Regions from separate parts of the Sus scrofa genome. Here region 1 is linked to region 2. A link is a contact called in public HiChIP or PLAC-seq data. All regions are on one chromosome and are shown on one strand. Each heading gives the region's core, a stretch centred on a gene start, on an enhancer-like site or on the middle of the called end of the contact. The rest is flanking DNA. Distances are from core to core; before and after follow the strand shown.

What was found. HiChIP or PLAC-seq counts read pairs in DNA pulled down with a chosen protein or histone mark.
Region 1: a contact with region 2 is called in an H3K27ac HiChIP or PLAC-seq map of skeletal muscle. The contact joins the promoter of FSD2 here to the promoter of BTBD1 in region 2. A contact is called at or near these places in 3 of 47 Hi-C or Micro-C datasets (heart right ventricle and skeletal muscle) and 2 of 2 datasets of contacts at active chromatin or transcription factors (alveolar macrophages and skeletal muscle).

The regions. Positions count from the first base shown.
Region 1 is chr7:52,141,114-52,147,802 of Sscrofa11.1, reverse strand. FSD2 (fibronectin type III and SPRY domain-containing protein 2) reads right to left here and starts at 3,332. Exons shown (of 13, transcript XM_021098895.1): 1 at 3,162-3,332.
Region 2 is chr7:51,872,860-51,879,303 of Sscrofa11.1, reverse strand. BTBD1 (BTB/POZ domain-containing protein 1) reads right to left here and starts at 1,858. Exons shown (of 8, transcript XM_001929165.5): 1 at 1,351-1,858. The coding sequence starts at 1,757.

The sequences.
Region 1 (6,689 bases), core at 2,083-4,582, 270 kb before region 2:
GGAACAGATAAGGAAACACAGACATAATGGAATACCATTTGGTCATAAAAGAAATAAATCCTGCCATTTCCAACAACATAGATGGACTTTGAGAGCATCATGCTAGGTGAGATGAGTCAGAGAAAGGCAAACGCTGTGTGATCTCCCTTAGGTGTGGAATCTGAAAAAGCTGAACTCATAGAAACAGAGAATAAATTGGTAGTTTCCAGGGACCGGGGATTGAGGGAAATGGGGAGATGATGGCCAAAGGATAACGACTTCTAGTTATGTGATGAGTAAGTTCTGGGGATCTATACATACAGCATGATGATGATAGTTAAGAACCCTATATTATGCCCTTGAGAGTAGCTAAGAGAGTAGCTCTTAAATGTTCTCACTATACGCATAACCCAAAGGTCATTCATTGTGTGAGGTGATGGGGCTGTAAGTAACTTTATTGTGGTAATCATTGCACAATACATATGTGCATCTCATCATCGCATTGTGCACCCTAATCTTACAGGTTTTTTTTTTTTTTCTCTTTTGGTCAATTACATCTCAAGAAAGCTGGTGGGAAAAGAATAACTCCATTGCATAGAAACAATGACTTACACTAACATGTGCTTTGGCGTGGCATCACGGAGGTGGGGGAGGGGTATGGGGTGGAAGGCAATTAGATCTGGAAAAAAAGACGGTCATGATTCCAGGGGCCTCTCTCAGGCCAGCAGCAGCAGCAGCAGCAGCAGCAGGTCTCCTGAGCTTCGGAGTAATTCCCATCTTCACTCCTGGCTGCTGGCTACTGTCTCTGCTCCAGGAGTGTTACAGGCCCCACCTGGTCAGGCCAGAGACTCAGAAGTCCTGATCCAGCTCAGTGTCAGGCAACACGAGTGACCTGGGAAGTCTGCATCTGCACAGAGATCACCTGGGGAAGCCTGAGGTCTTTCTGTGACTCCAGGTGACCCCACCACGTGCCAGGGCTGTGGTGCTGGGCATTGTTCATTGCATTGGCACCGGCTGTTCATGGGCCTGGAGAGGTGGGGGTTCAGGTGGATTCAAGAGAACAGGACTGCCCTGGGTGCCAGAGGCACAATGGACAAGACATGACTTCTGGTGAAGAGGAGACCCCAGGCAAATGAGTTATTGTTATTATTATTATTATTATTATTATTATTACCAGGACCTCAGTTTCTCCCACCTGGACCATGCTAGAAGTCTCCCTCCGGTCACTCATGGAGTGGGAGGGCCAGGGTCAGAAAGTGAAAATTCAAAATGACCACAGCAGTGTGGAAACTCCCATGGCCACTGTGGGATCATTTTGTCCCTTGAAAACAGCTGAAAAGGGCAGAAGGCAGCAGAGCACAGGCCCTGGCTATGAGGTCACCCCACCTAACAGCCAAAGCTCAAGGGGCCTAGGCAGAGATGTGCAATTCTAAGAATGGAGGGCCCCTTGGAAAGCATCTAATTCAGTTTCCTGACTCTAGGATGGCGAAACTGAGTTCTTGTGAAGATAAAGGGGTTATTATGGCCGATATGATTTAACACGGATTGATCCGGGGCTACTCTGTATCCAGCCCTGTGCTGAATGCTGGACAAACCCAGGCAGGTAAAGAGCTGGATCTGGACCCATTTTTCCATGAAGCCACACCAGACCAAGGAGCAGCCCAGCTAAAAAGAAATAACACATTTCCACGTGCTACCAAAAGGGAGAACCCCAGAATTCTGTATTACCAATAAATCATCCTGATAAATTCTTTCAACCAATGGCCGGAATGTGAAACACTAAATTGAACTGTTGAACAAGCAAGAAGACTGGAAAACACGGAGCACAGATAATGATAAGAACAAGTTCTTCCATGCTGGCATCTGCCCTGTGAATACACTGACACAAATCAGTCTGGGAGCTTGGCAGCAAAGGAGGACTTAGCAACACACCGCAGAGGTGACACTCACTTTCCCCCTCAACATCCAAACCCTTAACAAAATATTCAGAATTGGGGGAGAAAGGAACATTAACAGTAAATTGTCATTTTATAAATGATAAAACTGAGGCTTAGAGAAATATAGTAATAAATCATAGTAAAGAATATAAAGATATATAAAGAATATGATGGATAGCTTCTACTCTATGCCATTGATCTGCAGTTAAAAAAATAAAGACTTCTGCTCAAGTCTTATATGGGAAGTATGCTTTAATTAGAAAAGTCTCTGGAGGTTCCCATTGTGGCTCAGCAGTAACAAACCCAACTAGTATCCATGAGGACTCAGGGTCAATCCCTGGCCTTGCTCAGTGGGTCGAGGGTCCGGCGTTGCCGTGAGCTGCTGTGTAGGTCATAGACATGGCTCAGATCCTGCGTGTCTGTGGCTGTGGTGTAGGCCGGCAGCTGCAGCTCTGATTCTACCCCTAGCCTGGGAACTTTCACATGCAGCAGGTGTGACCCTAAAAAGCAAAAAATAAAAAAATAAAAAATACATTTTTTAACTTTTAATGGGTCGTGGGTACCTCTGAGAATCTACTGAAAGCTGTGAATTCTCTTTCCAAAAGTGAGCCCAGAAAGGCACAAACATAATTTTGTACATAATTTTAGGAGCTCACCCATGTAGCCCCTGGCAATTTTGGAGCCAGAGCTAGAAACTTGCTTTAAACTGTTAGCTGTATGGTTTTACAAAATGGTTCAAATCAGCACAGTTCACACCTAAAAACTTTCTATGGGAGGACAGGGTGTGCATAACAAGTGAAAAATGATGTTGATGCTGTTTTTCAGTATTTGAATCAAAGCATAAAATTATGATTTGTCAGCACGCACATGCAGATTGAAATAAAAGGTATTTATCAACCGAATACCATAGTCAAATGACATCAACATTTAGAGTTTCAAACCATTCTAACAAATGGGAACCCGCACCAAAAATACCCTAAAGACGCATTCTACTGGTTGCAAAAATCGCCAGCCTTTCTGTCTGCATCTGAGGCTTTCATACCCTGTACCAACCCCACATTCAGTAAAGCTGAACCCTGGCTGCAAGAAGGCACAGGAAATAGTCACACTGTTTATTGCAATGTACACCTGCAATTTCAGATGATCTCTCTTCCCATCTAAAGGAAAGGCATTGTAGCACTCCATTACTGAGTTTCTAATAGTATTAATTTGCATTAGAAAAATAACAACTCTTCAAAAACTTGCCTGCTAATTTAAGGATCCATACATTTTTCTTTTAACTCGGAGGCTCCGGGTAACTACTAGAAAACTGCATCCACGGTCAGCAGGCTTTCCCTCTGGGTGACCTCTGTACGCCCGGCAGGCTGCCCCTGCCTGTTCTACCCCAGAGTCCTACAAGTGGGGCAGCAAAGGCAGGGGTAACACGAGCTGGCTCTGGCTGCAAATAGCAACAGGCCTGCCTGAGTGGAAGCCCAAATATAGACCTGCCACTGCTTACTGCTCAAGTGTCACCAGGGTAGGTCACATGTAATAAATGTTACTTCATTTACTGTGGGGATTTGAGTGCTGTGGCTCTACCCAGGGACTCAGGTGGCTGGGCATGTGTAGAGGGCAGGGGGCTGTCACTGTGAGGTTGGGAGGGCAGCTGCAGGCCACACAAGAGAATGGACTCTGAGAGGCCAAATGCTGTGCACCTTCCACCTGGCCTGAGGGGCAGGAATTACTCCCCTCTCTGGAGAAAAATCCAGCAGACTGGAGTTCCCCTTGTGGCTCAGCAGAAACTGGTATCCATGGGGACACCGGTTCAATCCCTGACCTCACTCAGTGAGTGGGGGATCCAACCTTGCCATGGGATGTGGTGTGGGTTGCAGATTCAGCTCAGATCTGGCGTTGCTGTGGCTGTGGTGTGGACCGGCGGCTGCAGCTCCACTTCAATCCCTAGCCTGGGAACCTCCATATGCCATGGGTGGGCCCTCAAAAGATTAAAAAAAAAAAAAATTCAGCAGACCCATGACCTTCTGCTCCCTCTTAGGTAACACACTTGAAGGCATAGTCTCCATTTGGTAATACAGTCCAGTCCAGTACATTCACTAAAAAGTCAAATTTAGCTTAGCCAGCATTGAAACCTTCTCCCCTTCCCAGCTTAGGCCTCTGGAGCTGGAAGTCTGCCCTGAAAAACGAGGGATGAGGTGGCGCTCTTCTTCCCACACTTTCTCCCTGAGCTCTGGCTTGTCTGCCACAGGCAGGAGGCGTTAAGGTGATAAGACAACTCCTATGTGTGCTGGTGCCACAGACGATGCTAGCTTCTAGCCCTTTGTGGCAGGCAGATGCTTAGAGCTTTGTTTATCCCTCTAAGCTTGTATACACCTCTGGGGTTTCCCATTATGGAGCCCTTTCCCATGGAGTTTCCACGTCCCTCTATTCTAGGCGGTTCCCTGCACTCCTCCTCCAGGCCCTGGTGAGCCACCTCCAAGATTTCTCAAATGAAGTCTCCTCACCCATGCAGCTCATTCTCTTAGGCTGAATCTAGGTGGCTCCTTGCTGGCTCTGTCTTCCTGCTGGCCCACATCTCGAGCTTGGGAAGCAGACGGCATCCTAGGTCCTAGTAAACTCTGGGATGCAGGTGATGCCAATGCAGCCACTTCCCTTGGCTCTGCCACTGAAGCAGCCAATCCTCTCCTCTCAGGCCACCATGCGCCCACCTGCAGGAAATAGAGCAAGCTCCCTGAAGTGTCCCTTTGAAGATGGCTCCACTGGGCTCACAGATCGGGGATGGGGTTCCAACCCTCCCCACAGTGCAACAACAGATCTCTCCAGAAAAATCACTCCAAAATGAAAGCAAAGTTTATCTCTTACGAGTTATTTTACTTTTCATAACTCCCAAACATCCTCTTTTCTTCACTCTGATCCCTTTTCATTTTCTCCCATTGGCAGAAAACATAAAGTGGGTTCTGGACCATCTCCTAAAAATCTGTATGTGGTGATCTGATCTCAGATTTTTACCTCTACTGCTTTTTGTGTGTGTGTGTGTGGGGGGGGCTCTCCTGTGGCATATGGGAGTTCCCAGGCTAGGGGGTCTAATCAGAGCTGCAGCTGCTGGCCTACACCAAAGCGACAGCAACACCTCATCTGTGACTTTATACCACAGCTCAGAGCAAAGCTGGATCCTTAACCCACTGAGCGAGGCCAGGGATCAAACGTGCATCCTCGTGGATATTAGTTGGGTTTGTTTCTGCTGAGCCACAGCAAGAACTCCTCATCTACTACTTTTTGAAGTTTTAATCAAAATTGCATTTTTAAAATACTTTTACTGCCAGGTAGCTATACAATAAAAATATTGGAAGCAAAATAAAATATTAAAAGCAAAAAATTTGAAAGAAAAAATTATGCAAAGATGTGTGTACAGGAATGTTCGCCAGGGTATTACCTATACTGGCAGAAAACTGAACTTAATCTATTTCTACCAATATAGAATTCATTAAGCAAATCACAATACTGTCAACTTGATATTGACAAATATTAAAAATAATGTAGATGCCTATTATTTTAATGTAGATGATGCCTACAATATATTTGTAAGTAGAAAGAGTATGCAAAACATCATTACAGTATAATCATATATATATTCACAAATGTATACATACACACACAAAATGAAAGCAAGGTTTATCTCTTATGAGTTATTTTCCTTTCATAACTTTTCTATGTCTAGTTTTATAATATTATTCATACCTTTTATTATTTTTAAAAACTCTTTAGTTTTTATTGTAAAATAATATATAGTATTTGGCTTAGAAAAGAGCAAATACTACAAAAGAATCATAAAGGAAATGTAAGCCAGTCAGGCACCCCGGTAAAAATGATTAGGTTTGGTGTGTACTTTTCTGTTTTTTTTTTTTTTTTCCTAAGAATGTATACATTTATGCCCCTCTCACACAAAACAGAAATTACCTTTATAATTAGAAAGTCTGCTAATTTCATTTTGAAAAAGCAAATAATTTAGAACTACTAGAAAGGATTAAACAATATAACACAAATACGGTAAAAAGATATACTGTAAAGAATATACAAAACATATTAAAACAGGCTATTAAAGAATAAGTAAATCATTTTTAGCTAAAACGATAATGTTAAAAAATAGTTTGAGGGAGTTCTGGCCGAGGCACAGTGGGTTAAGAATCCGAGTGTAGCGGCTTGGGTCGCTGTAGAGGCGGGTGATTGGATCCCCAGCCAGGTGCAACAAGTTAAAGGATCCTGAGCAGCTGCCCAGCCCTGGAAACTTCCATATGCCCCGGGTGCAGCCTTTAAAAAAAAAAAAAAAAAAAAAAGTTTGAGGAAAAATAAATCTCTTTACCTAAAAGGTTATCTGTTCAAGAGGACTGAATAATAGCCAGAGCCGCTGTCTGGTATCCAGGACCCCACAATCCCCCTTCTCCCGGACAGATACAGGCAACGTTAGACTTTCCAGCTACATTCCACAGAGGTTCCTAGATGCCCTGGGATTATCTTCAGCGGGAGAGATGCCTAACGGTAGCTTTCACCTAGCTCTGTTTTTTATTTTTGTTGTTGTTGTTTGTCTGGGGATAATAACCAGTGCAAATCTGATTGCAGGCTTTCCCAGCCCCCAAACCTTCAAAAAGTCTTTCATTGGTTCCCGAATCAAACCCTCACAAACCTTGTGATGAAGGGTTCCTTCTCAGCTCCTTGTGCACCCCCTCCCTCCCCTCCGCCCTCTACCCCCACTAGCCTCTCAGTGCACTGGCAGGATGGGAG
Region 2 (6,444 bases), core at 609-3,108:
CTCGCCTTAAATATTTTTGTGTGGAATATTTTTTCAGTTCTTGAATACTTTCTACCTGTGGGGAAGACAATCTACAGGGCCAGACTGTTTTACCACCATCTTGGTCAGCGCTCTTCAGATGTTATCTTATTGGAGGGCTTCATAGAAAAGTACTTCCCTTTTAATTTGCGCTCCTTTAATTACTAATGAGGTTAAATGTTGGTTAATTATATTTTTTTCTTTCCCTAAGTTATCTATCCTGTTCTTCATCCATTTATTAAATGCATCTAAGTCTTTTTTTTCTACTTGTGCTAATTTTGTACTCAATCTCACTGATCTTCCTGATTGAGCTGTGAACCCTGGAGAATTTATCTGTTCCACTGACCTACCTGATTTTTCTCTCAGTACCACCCAAGACTGCTATTTTATTCTATTTTACTTGGCCATGGCTCACAGCATGAAGAAGTTCCCCGGCCAGGGATGGAACCCAAGCTACAACAGTGACAACCCGGGACCTTTAACCCACTGAGCCCCAAGGGAACTCCAAGGCTGCTATTTTAATAACACATTCTGCTCAGGCTGCTAAAACCACCCTGATAGAATGAAACACACCTGGTCTCCGGTATAAGTTGGCTCTGTTACCTTGTCAAGTTAGCTGACTTCTCTGGGCCTCAGTTCCATTTGTGAAATTGTAGAAAACAATACCTATACCTTCCTAAATGGACGTTTATGAATAAAAGCTAATAATGCCAAACTATTAGTTCTCCTCCATTAAATAAAATCAATCAGAGGTCAAACTTCTATCCTCAAATAATCAAAAAGGAAACTTCTAACACCGATGGGGAGATTCCTTTTTAAGCAAATGTGACCTTGCCTGCGAAACGCAATGTAGGTAAAGCCAAAGTCACTTGTTTTGATATTCGCTGTCCCGGATCTTGACAACTAACACTAATGAAAAAGGCGTCAGAGGTGGGTTTTTTGTTTTGTTTTGTTTTGTTTTTCCCTTCAAGACTTTCCAACTATCCCTCTCCCCCAGCAAAACCCTAAAACGCTGCCAATGAGCAATCAGGAAAACCTGACCCATCCTCTATCTTTACAACTTCTCTAATTCCCAAGCCTGGGCGACAATCCACTACCGCTACCGGAACGTGAAAGCGCCTTCCCACCGCAAAACGCACGCTAATTGCCCGCAGACACTGTCATTTACTCTAACAAGCCCGCAGCTGTCCCAGATGACAGATTTCAATCTTGACCTTCCCTAGCATCACCTGCTCGGGAGGAAACTGAGGCCCTGTGGCGGGGGTTGGGGGGAGCCCTGCCCAAGGTCACCGCGGAGCCCAGCAGGAGGCCAGCCCGTCGCCCAGTGCTCACCTCAGCAGCGCCAGGAAGGCGGCGGGCTCCACGTCGGGCAACTCGATCTCGGCCGAAGTGGTGGCCATGCCGCCGTTGAACATGGCGTCGAACACAGCGCTGCCGGCGGCCAGTACGAAGCGGTGGGCGGGGATGCGCTGCGGACCCCCGGCTGCGGCGGCGGCACCGCCGCGGCCCTTGCCCAGCACGAAGCGCACATCGCTCAGCAACTCCGAGTTGAAGAGGAAGGCGAAGCGCTCCTTCAGCGACGCCTTGGTCGCCTGCCAGTTGTACAGCGGCTCCCGCTGCAAGGGTAGCAGGGGCCCCAGAGAGGATGGCGGCGGCGGCGGCGGCGGCCCCAAGCCGCCCGGCTCCGCCTCAGCCCCAGGGACCTGCTCGCCCGTAGCGGGCAGCCCAAGCGAGGCCATCCTCCAGCGGCGCGGCTCCACGGGCTACGGAGAGCGCTGCCGCCGCCCAGCCGCCATCGCCGAGGCCGCCCCCGCGAGGCCGGCGCCGCCTGGCCACCTTCCGGGAAAGGCGCTTCCGGAGGCCGCGCGCCTCCGCCGACCCCGCCCGAGCTGCTCAGCGCGCGTCCCCGCTCGGCCGGGAGGCGGAGGCGCGCGCGACCGCCCCCGCTGGGCCTGGAGGGGACGGTTCTCTAGGCGGCGTCCGCGCAGCCCTGGGCGTCCTAAGCGCGGCTGAACCTCGCACGCCTGGACGTGGGACTTCTGCGGGCTGCAATGAGGAAGTCTGTGCAGGCGCCTCCTCGAACCTGCAGGCCTTCTGCCTTTCCTCAGGCCCCTCTTCACCAGCTTCAGCGCCTCTTCAAGGCTCTCCTTCAAGGTTTTCTGCCTGGAAGTGGAGGGGCCGGAGGACAAGGAAGCATGTGGGAGGGGACGACGTGATTCTACCTGCGCCCACCCCACCCCGCCCCAGTAATGTCCAGGTCACCACTCCAGAGGGCCGTTGCTCCCGGGAGCGATACAGGAGCACAGCTCGCACAGCTCGAAACCCCTCTACATCTAACAGATAGTGTTATGTAAGGAAGAGCCTTCCCTTTTCCTCCTTCTTCCTCTTCTGGCTCAGTTTTTAGTATCGCTGTGAACTCATGGATTTTTTTTTTTTTTTTTTTTTTGGGTTTTAACCCATTACCAAAAACTGACCTTATTTTGAATCTTAAAAATAACTAGTTCCCGTCGTGGCTCAGTGGTTAACGAATCCAACTAGGAACCATGAGGTTGTGGGTTTGATCCCTGGCCTCGCTAAGTGGGTTCAGGATCTGACCTTGCTATGAGCCGTGGTGTAGGTCGCAGACGCGGCTCGGATCCCCTGTTGCTGTGGCTCTGGCATAGGCCTGCTGCAGCTCCAATTGGACCCCTAGCTGGGAACCTCCATGAACTGTGGGAGCTGCCCTAGAAAAGGCAAAAAGACAAAAATAAAAATAAAATAAAAAATAAATCTTAAAAAAACCCACCACCACCAACAAAAACCCTCAAATGCACCAAAGCAAAAATAGTACATGTCATATAGGCTGCGTTACCTGATATGGGGCAATAAAAATCGTAATTTGATAGCCAAAAAATATGAAGACATTGCATTATCAAAACCTGTAGAGGAGTTCCCGCTGTGGTACAATGGGATTGGTGCCGGTGGTGTCTTGGGAGCGCTGGGATGAAAATTCTATCCCAGGAGTTGGATCCAGCGCTGCCACAGCTGTGGCTTAGGCAGCAACTGTGGCTCAGATCTGATCCTTGGCCAGGAAAACCCATATGCCCTGGGTGGCCATAAAATAAAAAACAAAAAAATTGAATGCAGTCAACATTGAGCTCAAGGGTAAAGCATAGCCAAAAAACACTACTTTATCTAAACTGAAGACAATAAAAATAAGTGAAGAGGATTCTGGGAAAATGGCAGAGTAGGATGCACCCGGAATCTGTCTCCCCACCTAGACAACAATCCCACTAGCAGAATCTGCTAGATGTACAAATTTTGGGACTCTGGAATCTGTTGAAGACTTGGACAGTAAATTGCTGTTGATTTTGGTCAATTTCAGCTCTTTGCATAGTACCAGCTACCCATTCTCCACAAGCTACATGGCAGTACACATGTTCCTAGAGCAGTTTGCACACACCCTGTAGGAGCCGAAAGCTTGCACACACCGTATACAGTCCACAAAAAGACACTATCCTCCAATTACTGGAGATCTAAGCTCTGATTTCTTCTTCTGAACACAAAGGTGCAGACAAAGAGAGGGCGGCTATTGTTGTACTTCTCTCAGTTGCAAGACGTTTTAGCTGAAGTGACTTGCAGGGGATTTTAAAGAACCCCCTCTTCATGTTTCACTTTTTCACTTTGAGGACCTAGCTATTAAAGGCCACTACATTTAAAAGCAAACACATACAGGGGGAAAATTAGAAAGTGACTATCCATGCTCAGGGAAATGCTGAGAAAAGGTCTGAGGAGATCTTAAGTTGACACCTTAGGCTGATGCTTGGCGAAGAGACAGCTTACAACAATCAGAAAAACAAAAGTAACAAAAAACAGCAAGCCCTGGGAGAGAAGAAGAATCTGATTTTCACAGTTGCCACATTACTAGATTTGAATGTCTAGTGTTCAACAACAACCAAAAAATTGCAAGGCATACAAAGAAATAAGAAAGTTTGACCCATTCAAAGGAAAAAAAATAAAATCAGCAGAAACTGTTTCTAAAAAAGACCTAATGACAGATATACTAGAGAGACTTTAAAACTACTATCTTAAAGATACTCAAAGAACTTAAGAAAGATGTGGAGGATAATGTGAGAAAAAGAATGTGTATATATACACACATATATATAACTGGGTCACTTTCCTGTACAGCAGAAATTGACAGAACATTGTAAATCAACTATAATAAAAAAAAATAGGGAGTTCCCTTTGTGGTGCAGCATTTGACAAATCTGACTAGGATCCATGAGGATGCAGGTTCGATCCTTGACTTTGGTCAGTGGGTTGAGGATCTGGCATTGCCTTGCGATGTGGTGTAGGTCGCAGGTGTGGCTGGTATCCTGCATTGCTGTGGCTGTGGTGTAGGCCGGCAGCTGTAGCTCTGATTTGACCCCGAGCCTGGGAACTTCCATAGGCTGTGGTTGCGGCCCTGAAAAGCAAAATGATAATAATAATAAAAGTCTTTAAAAAAAAAAAAAAGATGTGGAGGAAATCAAGAAAACGATGTGAAAACAAAACGTAAGTATCAATAAAGAGACAGGAAGCCTGAAAAGAAACCAAGAAGAAATTATGGAGCTGAAAAGTACAATAACTGAAATGAAAAATTCACTAGAAGAATTCAAAGGCACATTTGAACAAACAGAAAAAAAAAGAATCTTGACGATAGGAAGATAAGACGGTAGAAATTATCTTGGCAGAGAACAGGAAGGAAAAAAAGATTGAAGAAAAGCAAACAGAGCCTAAGAGAACTATAGCCCCTCATCAAACAGACAGCACGTGGGAGTCCTAGAAGGAGAAGAGAGAGTGAAAGGGGCAGAGAGAATATTTGAAGACATAATGGCTGAAAACGTATGAAGCAAAAACTGACAGGACTGAAGGGAGAAAGAGATGGTTCTACAATAACTGGAGACAGCAAAATCCCATTCACAATAATGGATAGAACAACCAGGCAGAAGACAAGTAAGGAAATAGAGGGCTTACATAACACAGTAAGCCAATTAGATCTAACAGACAGATACAGAACACGCCACCCAATAACAGCAGAATAGGTGTTCTGCTCACATGCACACGGGACATGTCTTCTCTGACCACAAAAAGATGAAGTTGGAAATCAGTAACAAAAAGAAAACTGGGAAATTCACAAAACTGTGGAAATTAAACAACATACTTAGCAGCTTAATGATTTGTTTTTTTCATGAATCTGTCATGTGGGCAGGGCTGGGTGGGGAAGGCTCGGTCCTCTCCACGCAGAGGCATCTGGCGGGGCCTGACTGAAGGCCAGAAGACCCACTTCCAAGGAGGCTCATGCACATGGCTGGCAGGTTGGTGCTGGCGGTTGGCTGGGAGCTCAGTCAGAGTTGAGGGCCCAGGACCTGGGTTTCTCTCCACATGAGCCTCTCCATGGGACGGGGCCTTCTCATAGCATGGTGGCGCCAATGGCACGTAGCCTGAGAAAGAGCCAGGGTGAGGCTTTATCTCCTTTTATGACGTAGTCTTGACAGTTACACAGCATATGACCTCCCCACTTCATTTGTCGAGGTGGCCACGAAGGCGTGCCCAGGTGCAAAAGGAGGGGACATAGACTCTGCACCTGATGAGGGAGTGGCAAGCCACATTGTGGGCAAGTCACATTGTGAGAAAGTCACATGGGGTTGGAGACATCGTTAATCATCTTGAGAAAAGACAGTCGCCGATAGGAGTTTACATTTGTAAACATGTTTTAGCTTTATACCTGAAACTTGTGTCTTTTACTATATGTACATTATATCTCAATAGAAAAGTAAATAAAATGTGAAAAACTTGTGAAAGAATATATAAACTTACAAAGATTGACAAGTCTTACCCGTATTTCCTGTACAACCATTCTGCAGAGGTCACCATGCTTATCTGTTTGGTATGTACACTTAACTTTATCATGTATCCATTCATCCACCTGTCCACTCATTCATCCATCCATCCATCCATTCATCCATATAAACATATGTACCCCTAAATACAATTTTCAAAAAATTAAAGTGGTATCATATTATACATATTGTTCTAAAATTTGCTTTTTTTCACTTAATACATTGTGGAAGTCCTTCCATGCCAAGCAGATTGGGAGTGGGATGCTCTGAATGTTCAAAGAAGAGATGCTAAATAAATGAGAGCTTAGATGATAGAATTCCAAATTCATATTATGAAGTTAGCCTAACTCTGATACCAAAACCTGACGAAGAGAACTCACAGAAAAAAACCATCAACCAATCTCATATATGAATATAATTTGAAAGTAGGGAGTTCCCGTCGTGGCTCAGTGGTAATGAATCCAACTAGGATCTGTGAGAATACAGGTTTGATCCCTGGCCTTGCTCAGTGGGTTAAGGACCTGGCATTGCCATGAGCTGTGGTGTAGGTTGTAGACACGGC